2 separate regions of the Mus musculus genome follow, and region 1 is linked to region 2. The links are chromatin contacts, called in public promoter capture Hi-C maps. All regions are on one chromosome and are shown on one strand. The core of a region is the stretch at or near the end of the contact, and the rest is flanking DNA. Distances in the headings are between cores, read along the strand shown.

What was found. Promoter capture Hi-C pulls out the DNA fragments that hold promoters and counts their contacts.
Region 1: a contact with region 2 is called in a promoter capture Hi-C map of liver, with 2.3 times the contacts expected there. A contact is called at or near these places in 7 of 39 promoter capture datasets (the HPC-7 cell line, HPC-7-derived erythroid cells, embryonic stem cells and 4 more), 1 of 484 Hi-C or Micro-C datasets (nephron progenitors), 4 of 130 datasets of targeted methods (craniofacial prominence, embryonic basal ganglia, embryonic stem cells and 1 more) and 1 of 9 other capture datasets (embryonic stem cells).

What each region holds. Positions count from the first base shown.
Region 1 is chr19:4,986,969-4,992,424 of GRCm38.p6, reverse strand. It overlaps Npas4 (neuronal PAS domain protein 4), which reads left to right and starts at 2,454. Exons shown (of 8, transcript NM_153553.5): 1 at 2,454-2,783; 2 at 3,538-3,689; 3 at 3,864-3,966; 4 at 4,077-4,350; 5 at 4,538-4,647; 6 at 4,975-5,110; 7 at 5,241-5,456. The coding sequence starts at 2,609.
Region 2 is chr19:4,532,979-4,538,954 of GRCm38.p6, reverse strand. It overlaps a transcript of Pcx not described here. Among named protein-coding and RNA genes, the nearest start is that of 2010003K11Rik, 37 kb to the right of the region's middle.

The sequences.
Region 1 (5,456 bases), core at 1,205-3,704, 460 kb before region 2:
GCACCTGTCTGTGAGGAAGACAGGGCAGAGATGAACCCCAGAGATAGAATGGTTGTCTAGCATACACAGAGCCCTGGTTTCATCCTCAGCTTTGGGAAACTAATCTAGAAACTCCATCTTGGATTTGCATATGGAAAGAGAATCCAAAAACCAAGGGAAGAGAATGGAACAGGGAGTGGTGGTGTTGAGTGGGGATATCAGAGTTAATAAGGATGAAACATGCCAGAGAGAAATACATCCTGAAGAAACCATTTCTGTCACCCATAAGGTTGGAAACAGTGTCTTACAGACACACACCATTTTCTCCATCTCAGCTATACCACTGGCTGGCTACATGGTTGTATATGTAGATGCTTTCTATCTGAACTAAAATTGTACAAAATATTAGGATAGGGGCTCTACAACCATGAACCTCTCCCCGCCCCTCCCCGGCATTACTAGGGAGTGCACTCAAGTCTTGAGCATGATAGAAGTGTGAACTCCTACTAAGCCATGGCCCTGGTCACCAAAGTACCCTCTTCCCATACCCCCTGCTTTTCACTCCACGTTGCCTCTCTTGCTATCACCCCTTTCCATGAAGAACAGGGGTTTCTTGACCACAAACTTTTCTCCTTGGTGTCAAAGTTCATCTCTAACTTTCTGCAGCCAGTTCTGTCCCTCTCTCCCAATTTTTTTTTGTTTTTTGTTCTGTTTGTTTGTGTGTTTTTGTTTTTTGAGACAGGGTTTCTCTGTGTAGCCTTGGCTGTCCTGGAACTCACTTTGTAGACCAGGCTGGCCTCGAACTCAGAAATCTGCTTGCCTCTGCCTCCCAAGTGCTGGGATTAAAGGCGTGTGCCACCACGCCCGGCTTCCCTCAACTTTTTAAATGGTCTTGTTTTTCAGGCTCTAAAAGTGCTTTTATATGTTCCTACTCTAAATGAAATTTTGGGCAAAAAGTTTCTCTAGTCCTTTGTGAAATGGTTGTGGGATAAAAAAAGGGCTCCCATACCCTGTGTAGACAGCAATCGCATGTAAGTGACTGAAGAAAGGTGTGTGTGGGGGTGTGTGTCTGGAGGGGTGGGGTGATGCAAAGGCCACACTACAAAGACAAGCCTGACATGACAGGTAGTTAAACCAAAGGTGCAAATTAGAGGGGTGGGGGTGGGGGGCGCCCACAAAGCCGAGATAGACTGTCCAACGCTCAATGAACGAAGGAAAAAAAAAAAAAGAAAGGTGTATGTTGTGCGCTCACTCAGTGACAAGTGCACAGGCAGAACGAGGAGCCCTGGAGCTAAAGATGGAGCAAGAATTGAAGGGAGATGGGGAGGGGACTCTGGCAGAATTAAAGGGTCTTGGGTAGGTGCAGCAGCCACTGAGGGCACAGCAGACCCTGGCTACTTGGCAGCCTCCCCCTCTTCCCGGCTGAAGCAGTGGGGAGAGCTTTCTAGAGCTGTGCGGAGGCCGGTAGGCCCCGCCCGCCGCTGCCGCCGCCGCAGCCGCCGGAGGATTCCTGTCCTAATATGGAGCTGGGATTCCCCCGGCCCCGCCCCCGCCCCCCAGCCCGCCGGAGAGACTGGGGCTCGCAAGAGGGCGGGGGAACAGCTCGTCTTGGGGGCTGACAAGCGGGAGGGGATCGTGGGAGAGGTTCAAACACACATCCAGATCCTCACCAGGCCCTGGGTCTTTGCCTCAGTTTCCCCGACAGGTGGCTAAGATGAACTAATAGAGGAAAAAGGAATCCCTGCAGATCACAGTGGAGATGTTTGTGTTCCTATGGTGCTAAGGAAATATGATCAAGACCGAATTCAAGTGGTCTCTTCTCCACAGGACCACCATTCCACCCTATCCTGGAGATTTAGACCCTCAGGTCAGGGCATGGAGGCGAAGAAGGAATTATTTATTTGAAACTGGCTAAGGGACTTTCAGATTGAATAGACCCCAGAAAAGACCCCCAGTTGTGACCTAGCCCCTCCCCAAAAGCCAAGGAAAGTCCCTCATGTAATTTCGACCCCTGCCTGGCAGATGGCGGCAAATTGGCAGAGGACCAAGCCCCTTCTCATCCTTTGCCTCCTTAGAAAAATCTATGTTGATAGCAGCCTCGCTTTGCCTTCTACAAACTCTCTTGTTAAGGGCTTCAGACCACCCTAATCCATGTACTGTTCCTCCTCCTAATAGAATGTAATGGAAAACCTGGGTCCCTGCACCCCATTCCTGGCTCTGCACAGCTCTTGCCAGCCGGCCCCCTCTGCACCCTCCCTTCTCCCCCTTCCCCCGCCCCCTCCCTCTCCCGTTCGACGTCACGGGATGACGTCGGAAGTCTGGGAGGGAGGAGGAGCACCCCCCCTCCCCAGCCAGTGGCTCCCTCTGCAGCTTGCTTTAGCCCAGCCTCCCGCCTCCCGCTGCCCCCCCCGTCTCTAAAAACGAGCCCCCCACGCCTGTCAGGAGCTATATAAGGCGGATCGAGGCAGGCGAGGGGGGCAGCGCTGCCGAGCGGAGCCCAGGAGTGGAGCGAGAGCGAGCAAGAGCCTGAGCGAAAAGACCGGGAAGCAAGGAAGAGGAAGCCTCCGGTGCATCGGGAAAGGATCGCAGGTGCTCGGGAGCCGGAGCTGGAGCTCCACAGCCGGCAGTCATGTACCGATCCACCAAGGGCGCCTCCAAGGCGCGCCGCGACCAGATCAACGCCGAGATTCGGAACCTCAAGGAGCTGCTGCCGTTGGCTGAAGCGGACAAGGTCCGGCTGTCCTACCTGCACATCATGAGTCTTGCCTGCATCTACACTCGCAAGGGTGTCTTCTTTGCTGGAGGTGAGCAGCTTGGGCTACCGGAGACCAGAGCTGACGGGGACCAGGGATGGAGGAGCTGAGGGAATGTGCTAAAACTGCCGCTTGTCTAGCACAGCGTGCTGGAAGCCTGTGGAGAGAAGGGACTTGAGGGGACCCTGGACTTCCTACTTTTTCTTCTGAGCTCCATCTAGACTAGCCTAAACGATAGTCCTAGCACTGGATTTGTGTGAGATAGAGCGCTAAAACAGAATGGTCCAGGCTCCCATTGCCTCAGAGGCACTCCAGGAATCCGGGGAGGGTACGGAAGGAAGCCTGGCAAGCTACAGGGAAAGCCTGCAAAGGCAAAGTATGAGGAAGAGTAGCTTGTGCTAGAAAATGCTGAGAGGGTCTTTCTATGCGCTCTGGAGCTGTTCGACGTCCTGAAGCCATCACCCTTTCTGGCGCTGCCCGCGGTGCTGAAATGGCCATAGCCCCTTTTCGCAGGAGCTGTCCGCGGTGCTGAATCCCAGTCCTTTCGGGAGAGCTCTGTCCACAGTGCTGACAGCAGAGGGCTGCTGAGGTTCCGGCCAGGCTTGGAAGTCCAGGGGCTCCCTGGCTAGATAGTTTTAGCAACAGGTCTCCTGGCCAAGATCCACAAGCATAGGGTCAACAGGTGTTGGCAGAAATAGGTCTATGGGAATTTCCTGTGTCTTCTCCAAGACTCAAAAGATGTTCTCTTTATTTCTGTGTTGTCCCTGATTCTTATCCTGACTCACCACATCTTCTCACCCTACAGGCACTCCTTTGGCTGGCCCCACCGGGCTTCTCTCTGCTCAAGAGCTTGAAGACATTGTGGCAGCACTACCTGGATTTCTCCTTGTATTCACAGCTGAGGGGAAGTTGCTATACCTGTCGGAGAGTGTGAGCGAGCATCTGGGCCACTCTATGGTGAGTACTAAAAGTCCTTGCATCTCAAGTTGGGGTATATGTGAGATAAAATGAGCCTCTCACTACTGAAAACAGAGTTATTAGAGGCGAGTGTGGGGGAGTCTTCCCTAAGAAAAATCATTGGTTGCAGATAGGCTCTTGCTGCCTTCACTAATGATCACTTCTCCTTTCTAGGTGGACCTGGTTGCCCAGGGCGACAGTATCTACGATATCATTGACCCTGCTGACCATCTCACTGTGCGCCAGCAGCTCACCATGCCCTCTGCTCTGGATGCTGGTAAGAACCTCCTCTCGGTTCTTCAGTTTACTCCTCTGCTGCCCTGCCCTAACTATCTACTCTCCTCCAATGCCCACCCTCTTAGTCAGTTTTTCCTTTTGCTCACCTAGATCGCCTTTTCCGTTGTCGATTCAACACCTCCAAGTCCCTCCGGCGCCAGAGTTCAGGAAACAAACTGGTGCTTATTCGAGGTCGATTCCATGCTCACCCACCTGGGGCCTACTGGGCAGGAAACCCTGTGTTCACCGCTTTCTGCGCCCCACTGGAGCCAAGACCCCGCCCTGGCCCCGGCCCTGGCCCTGGCCCTGGTCCTGCTTCTCTCTTCCTGGCCATGTTCCAGAGCCGGCATGCTAAGGACCTAGCCCTACTGGACGTTTCTGAAAGGTAAGCCCAAAGTGTTCAAACTCCAGTAAGAAGGGAGGCCAGAAAGAAGGGAACTTTAGATTCGTGATCTTAGATTCAGGGCAGGGAGGATGGGGCTTAAGTGGGCAGAGAGCATGGGAGGGAGTGAAGTGCATGCATTTTGAGTAAGGTAAACAGAAAGCTGACCTCATCATTTCCACCTTCCCAGTGTCCTAATCTACCTGGGCTTTGAGCGCAGCGAACTGCTCTGTAAATCATGGTATGGACTGCTACACCCCGAGGACCTGGCCCAAGCTTCTTCTCAACACTACCGCCTGTGTGAGTGTCCTGAGAGGCCGTGCATAACACAGGAAGCTGGGAGAAAGCATGGGAGACAGGCCAGGGACTGGCTGTGGTCCAAACTGATGTTAAGGAGTTTCGGAGGCTACAGAGTGAGCTTGAGGATGAGAAGTCAAGGCAAGAATAGGACAGAGTTAGAAAACACTGTGTGATAAGGTCAAGTGGGGAGCCTAGAGGTACAGGTTAGGGTAGTTAGAAGAGAATATGTCATGGCTCCCTCAATTCAGTGTAGAGGTAAGAAAGGTGGGTGTGTAGGTGGTGTTGATTGATGGACCTTCTAATCCGGTATTCCTTTTTTCTCCCCAGTGGCTGAAAGTGGAGATATTCAGGCTGAAATGGTGGTGAGACTTCAAGCCAAGCATGGAGGCTGGACATGGATTTACTGCATGCTATACTCAGAAGGTCCAGAAGGCCCTTTTACTGCCAATAACTACCCTATCAGGTAAGCTGTAAGATACAAGATGGCGGAGAGGGGAGGGGAGCTGAGGTCAGCATAGAAGAAATGCAACGAAGAAAACTACTCTGGTAATGGACAGCAGACCCTTACAAGCTGCCACCTCTTCCCTTTCCAGTGACACGGAAGCCTGGAGCCTCCGCCAGCAGCTAAACTCTGAAGACACCCAGGCAGCCTATGTCCTAGGAACCCCAGCTGTGCTACCCTCATTCTCTGAGAATGTCTTCTCCCAGGAGCAATGCTCTAATCCACTCTTTACACCATCCCTGGGGACTCCTAGAAGTGCCAGCTTCCCCAGGGCTCCTGAACTAGGTGTGATCTCAACACCAGAAGA
Region 2 (5,976 bases), core at 2,920-5,419:
AGCATGCTGGCCTTAAATTCAAGAGATCCACCTGTCTCTGTCTCCCTAGTGACGGGATTAAAGGCCACCAACCAGCCCTTTTTTTTTTTTTTTTACTTTTTTTTTAATTAGGTATTTTCTTCATTTACATTTCAAACGCTATCCCAAAAGTCCCCCATACCCTCCCCCCCCCCACTCCCCTACTCACCCACTCCCACTTCTTGGCCCTGGCGTTCCCCTGTACTGAGGCACATAAAGTTTGCAAGACCAAGGGGCCTCTCTTCCCAATGATGGCCGACTAGGCCATCTTCTGCTACATATACAGCTAGAGACACGAGCTCCAGGGGTACTGGTTTACTTCATATTGTTTTTCCACCTATAGGGTTGCAAACCCCTTTAGCTCCTTAGGTACTTTCTCTAGCTCCTCCATTGGGGGCCCTGTGTTCCATCCAATAGCTGACTGTGAGCATCCACTTCAGCCTCTTTTAATCTTGAGCTTGCTAGATAAATACTCTGCCTCTGAGCTACATTTCCAGCCCTCTTGAAAACTTTTTAATTGGGAGGCTAGAGAGATGATTCAGCAGTTAGGAGCACCAGTTTCTCTTCCAGAGGTCCTGAGTTCAATTCCCAGCAACCACATGGTAGCTTACAACCATCTGTAGTGAATTTTGATACCCTCATCTGGCATGATGATGATGTACATGCAGAGAGTGCTCACATACATAAAATAAATTTTAAAAAACCTTTTTATTGTCTTTTTGTTATGTAGAGAAACTCCATTTCAAAAACAAAGCAAATAGTAGATGAGTGGATGGATGGATGGATGGGTGGATGGATGGATGGATGGATGGATGGACGGATAGATAGATAGATAGATAGATAGATAGATAGATAGATAGATAGATAGATGATAGATAGATAGATAGATAGATGGATGAGGGAGGTGGGGGACAATTCTAGAGAGCTAGGATGTAGCTCAGTGGTAGAATGACAAAAAAGCTTCCCAAACCCCATGTTCATATTCCTGGAAAGAAGTTTGTCTTAGTCAGGGTTTCTATTCCTGCACAAAACATCATGACCAAGAAGCAAGTTGAGGAGGAAAGGGTTTATTCAGCTTATACTTCTGCATTGCTGTTCATCACCAAAGGAAGTCAGGAAAGAACTCACACAGGGTAGGAACCTAGAAGCACGAGCTGATGCAGAAGCCATGGAGGAATGCTGCTTACTGACTTGCTTCCCCTGGCTTGCTCAGCTTGCTTTCTTATAGAACCCAGGACTACCAGCCCAGGGATGGCACCATCCACAAAGGTGCTATCCTCTCTTGATCACCAATTGAGAAAATGCCTTACAGATGGATCTCACGGAGGCATTTCCTCAAGGGGTGCTCCTTTCTCGATGATAACTCCAGTTTGTGTCAAGTTGACACACAAAACCAGCCAGTACAAAGCTGTGTCTGCAAAGGCTGATTGACACACTAGAAATCCAATGATGCGGCATTGGAACATTGGAAGGTCCAGTTGGAACGTTGCAGATCTAGAGCCTAATCACAAATTATCTTGGGCTAGCCTCTTATCCATCTATGTGTCAGACCTAAAATCCTGTGACTAACAGATTAAAAACCTTCTAGGATATATTAACTTAGCAGACTACTAGCTTCAACCACCCCTAATGCTAAGAATGTCATCAGATAGCATCTGAGGTCTACAGCTTAGATGTCTACATTTTACTTTAATGCTCCTCTCTGACATTTCCACCAATGTATTTGAAAACTGTCTTGATTTATGTCTTTGCCTGTTACTATGAAAACTTCATAAAATTGCTTCCACATGAAAAGAGCATAGAATCTGGTGTAACATAAATCTGTGTCCCTGGGCCATGGTTGCTCCAGAATAAAGGTTCTCTTATCCTCCTTGGGGTAAGACCTGTGCTTTTGCATTGACATAAGAGAAGCAAGGCCCAAGCTTCTTCCTCTCAGGGATTCCAGCACCTTCAGGTCTAAACTTGACTCTTTTCTTTCTAAAGACAGGGTCTCCTGTAGCTCATGCTGGCTGACATACAATTTATTCTGTAACTAAAGATGACCTGGACATCTAATCCAGTTTGCAAGCCTGGCTTTTTGATCATCATGTCTTCCCTCAGGGTGCCACAGACTGGGTGCCCGCCCTCTTCTTGCTCAACCCTGCTGTGACAATAGTTCAAGGGCCTGCTCCCCAGTGCTCTTACTCACAGCCCACAGATCCTTGTACTCAGAGCCTGCTCGCTCTCCACAGGGACTCCCATGGTAGCTCCTCCCACGGGGACCTTTCACACAGCAACCAGTGTGACTTTTCCAGTAGTACAAGGAATAAATTTGTGACACTTCACATGAGTTATTTCATTTGATCTCTTCCAACAATCCCATAAGGATGACCTCAATGCCCTATAAACATATTTTAAGAATCCTATGTAAAATATCAGGACTGTGTTGAAAAGACAATGGTAAAATTAAACCATCTCCTATTTTTCTTTGAATTACGTTCCCATCTTCATATAGTTCTTCTATAGCCAGAGATTTCTCCTAATAAAGTATCTACTCTAATTTAAATATGTATATGTATGTATATATCAGGGCTGAGCCAAACTTAGTGTTATACACTTTTAATCCCAGCACTTAGAGGCTGAAGCAAGTAGATCTCTGAGTTTGAGGCCAGCCTGGTCTACAGAGAGAGTTCCAGGGCAGCCAGGGCTACACAGAGAAGCCCTGTCTTGAAAAACAATAATAAATCAGGACTGCTAACCAAGTATGGCAGACCATGCCTGTATTCCCAGAAAATAGAAGGCTGAGGTAAGGGGATCAGGAGGTCAGGACATCCTCAATCATATGGCAAATTGGGGGCCAGCCAAGATACTGTCTCAAGAAAAAAAGAAATTTGGCTCTAGCATGTTAAATAAAATTTACAGAGACCACTGCTTTGAACTAAGCTTCTGAACTGGGTCCCAAAAGACTACTTACTGACTAACAATCAAAATAGAATCACTCATGCTGAGGTTCCAGTAAGCTAAAACTGAGCCTTAGACCTGACAATTGGGATTAGAAAGCTAACAGCCAAATTCTGCAAAGAGACCAGCTTCAACTGGTATGATAATGAGGCACCTTCAGCCTTCAGCTTCAGGAACCTAATGGTAAGCAATCATTTATTTTTCTATTGTTCTGCCCCCAAGGCCCCACCTCAAGAAAAAAAAAACTGAAAATTACCAATTTGCTTTTGGTTTTTGTTTCTTCTCTCTTCAGCCATTTTTCTGTCTATAAAACCAATTTCCCAAGTTTGGCTCATTGGAACATTTATTTTATTTTGTAGAATGAAGTGTGGCCTGGTTCCTGAATCAAAAATGAAGCCATTTAGGAGTCATTAAGCTGCCGGTTGTCATTTTGTCCCCTGAAAGCTTCTTTCTAGTAAAGCTGAATCACTTCGTCTCTGCATCTGAGGCCTGTGAACAATCACAGGAACTACCACAGCGTTCACCAGGCCCAGGGAGATCTGCTCTATGAAACAATACTAACTATAAAATCACACAGAGAGAGTGAAAATAGTACTAACACAGGAAAAGCCAGTTCCATGGGCGTGTTTGGGGGGTCAGGTTATGATCAAATCCCAATATGTGGTTGAACTGGATGGCTGATAGACAGGGAGATCTTGCCATTGTTGAATTCTTAATTGGTCTCCTTTTCCTTGAGTAAAGAATGAATTGCTAGCCAGACCTAGCAGTACATCACTGTAATTCCAGCTATTCTGGAGGCTGAAGCAAGACAAGAGGTTCACAAGCTCAGGGTCTGTGGGGCTATATATGGTGAGTTTAAGATGAACCTAGCAAAATAGCAAAATCTCCCATCTCAAAATAAAAAGTGAAAGGGGGTACTTAGGCACGGTAGTGAACACCAGTAATCCAGCACTTAGGAGGTAGAAGTAGGAAGATCAAGAATTAAAGGTTAAGATAGAGAAATTCAACAGTTAAGAATGTATCATGCGAGCCAGCCCCACAACACCCAGAGACAGCTCCACTCCCAGGCACTCCAACATGACCAGAATCAGAGGATCAGAGGTGAGAAGGACACAACATTTGTCCCCAACACCTGGAGACCTGTGACCTGTGGGACCAAGGCACACAGGAACTCCACCAGACCAGTGGCATGGTTTCTGTCCAGTCTGTCTGGGCCTGCGCCCTGAGCAGACCTTGGGTTCAAACTCCACAACCAGCCCAACACCCAGAGGCAGCTCCACTCCCAGGAGCTCTAACACAACCAGGATCAGAGGATCCCAGGATCCCAGGATCTTGGTCACACCAGGATCTCAAGGTCTCAAAGGCAGCTTGACTCCCAGGAGCTCGGACACACCCAGAATCTCAGGATCCCATAGTCAAAGGATCACAGAGACAGATTGACTCTGAGGAGTTCTGACACAACCAGGATCACAGGAAGGACAGACTCCAGTCAGATATAGCCAGGGCACTAAGATAATCAGATGGTGGAGGGCAAGTGTGTAAGAACACAAGCAACAGAAACCAAGGTTATTTGGCATCATCAGAACACAATTCTCCCATAGCAAGTCCTGGATATCCCAACACACAGAAAAATCAAGATTCAGATCTAAAATCACTTCTCATGATGATGATAGAGGACATTAAGAAGGACATAAATAACTCTCTTAAAGATATACAAGAGAACACAGGTAAACAGCTAGAAGCCCTTAAAGAGGAAACACAAAAATCCCTTAAAGAGTTACAGGAAAACACAATCAAGTAGGCTAGGGAAAGGAAAAAAGGAAAGGAACAAAACCATTGAGAATCTAAAAATGGAACTAGAAACAATAAAGAAATCACAAAGGGAGACAACCCTGGATTAAGAAAACCTAGGAAAGAGATCAGGAGTCATAGATGCAAGCATCACCAACAGAATACAAGAGATAGAAGAGAGAATCTTAGGTGCAGAAGATTCCATAGAAAACACTGACACAATAGTGAAAGAAAATGCAAAATACAAAAAGCTCCTAACCCAAAACATCCAGGAAATCCAGGACAAAATGAGAAGACCAAGGCTAAGGATAACAGGTATAGAAGAGAGTGAAGATTCCCAACTTAAAGGGCCAGTAAATATCTTCATCAAAATTATAGAAGAAAACTTCCCTACCTAAAGAAAGAGATGCCCATGAACTTACAAGAAGCCTACAGAACTCCAAATAGACTCAACCAGAAAAGAAATTCCTCCCCTCACAAAATAATCAAAACACCAAATGCACTGAACAAAGAAAGAATTTTAAAAGCAGTAAGGGAAAAAGGTCAAATAACATATAAAGGCAGGCCTATCAGAATTACACCAGACTTCTCACCAGAGACTATGGAAGCCAGAAGATCCTGAGCAGATGCCATACAGACCCTGAGAGAACACAAATGCCAGCCCAGGCTACTATACCCAGCAAAACTCTCAATTACCATAGACAGAAAAAGCAAGATATTCCATGACAAAACCAATCTTACACAATATCTTTCCACAAATCCAGCCCTACAAAAGATAATAGATGGAAAACACCAACACAAGGAGTGAAACTACACCCTAGAAGAAGAAAGAATCGTTTAACAAACCTACACAAACATAAATCCACCTCTAACAAGAAAATTAACAGGAAGTAACAATCACTTTTTCTTAATATCTCTTAATATGAAAATTAATATTACCAATATATCCTAATTGAGTGAAATTCAAAAATATGAGGAATTAGAAATTTGTTGGCTGTTATCCAGTGGTATCTCTAATTTGGTAATTGGAGAAATAGGTCCAATATTGTACAATCCATATACACTTTCTGCTTGTTTGTACATGACAGGGTCTTGCTGTGTGCCACATAATGGTCTTGAAATCATGCTTCTCCTATCTCAGCCCTTCTATTAGTAGGAGTGTTTATTTGATGTTTTTACACTATACTATGCTTTTCAGAACAGTTTACATACTTCAAAATTATTTAT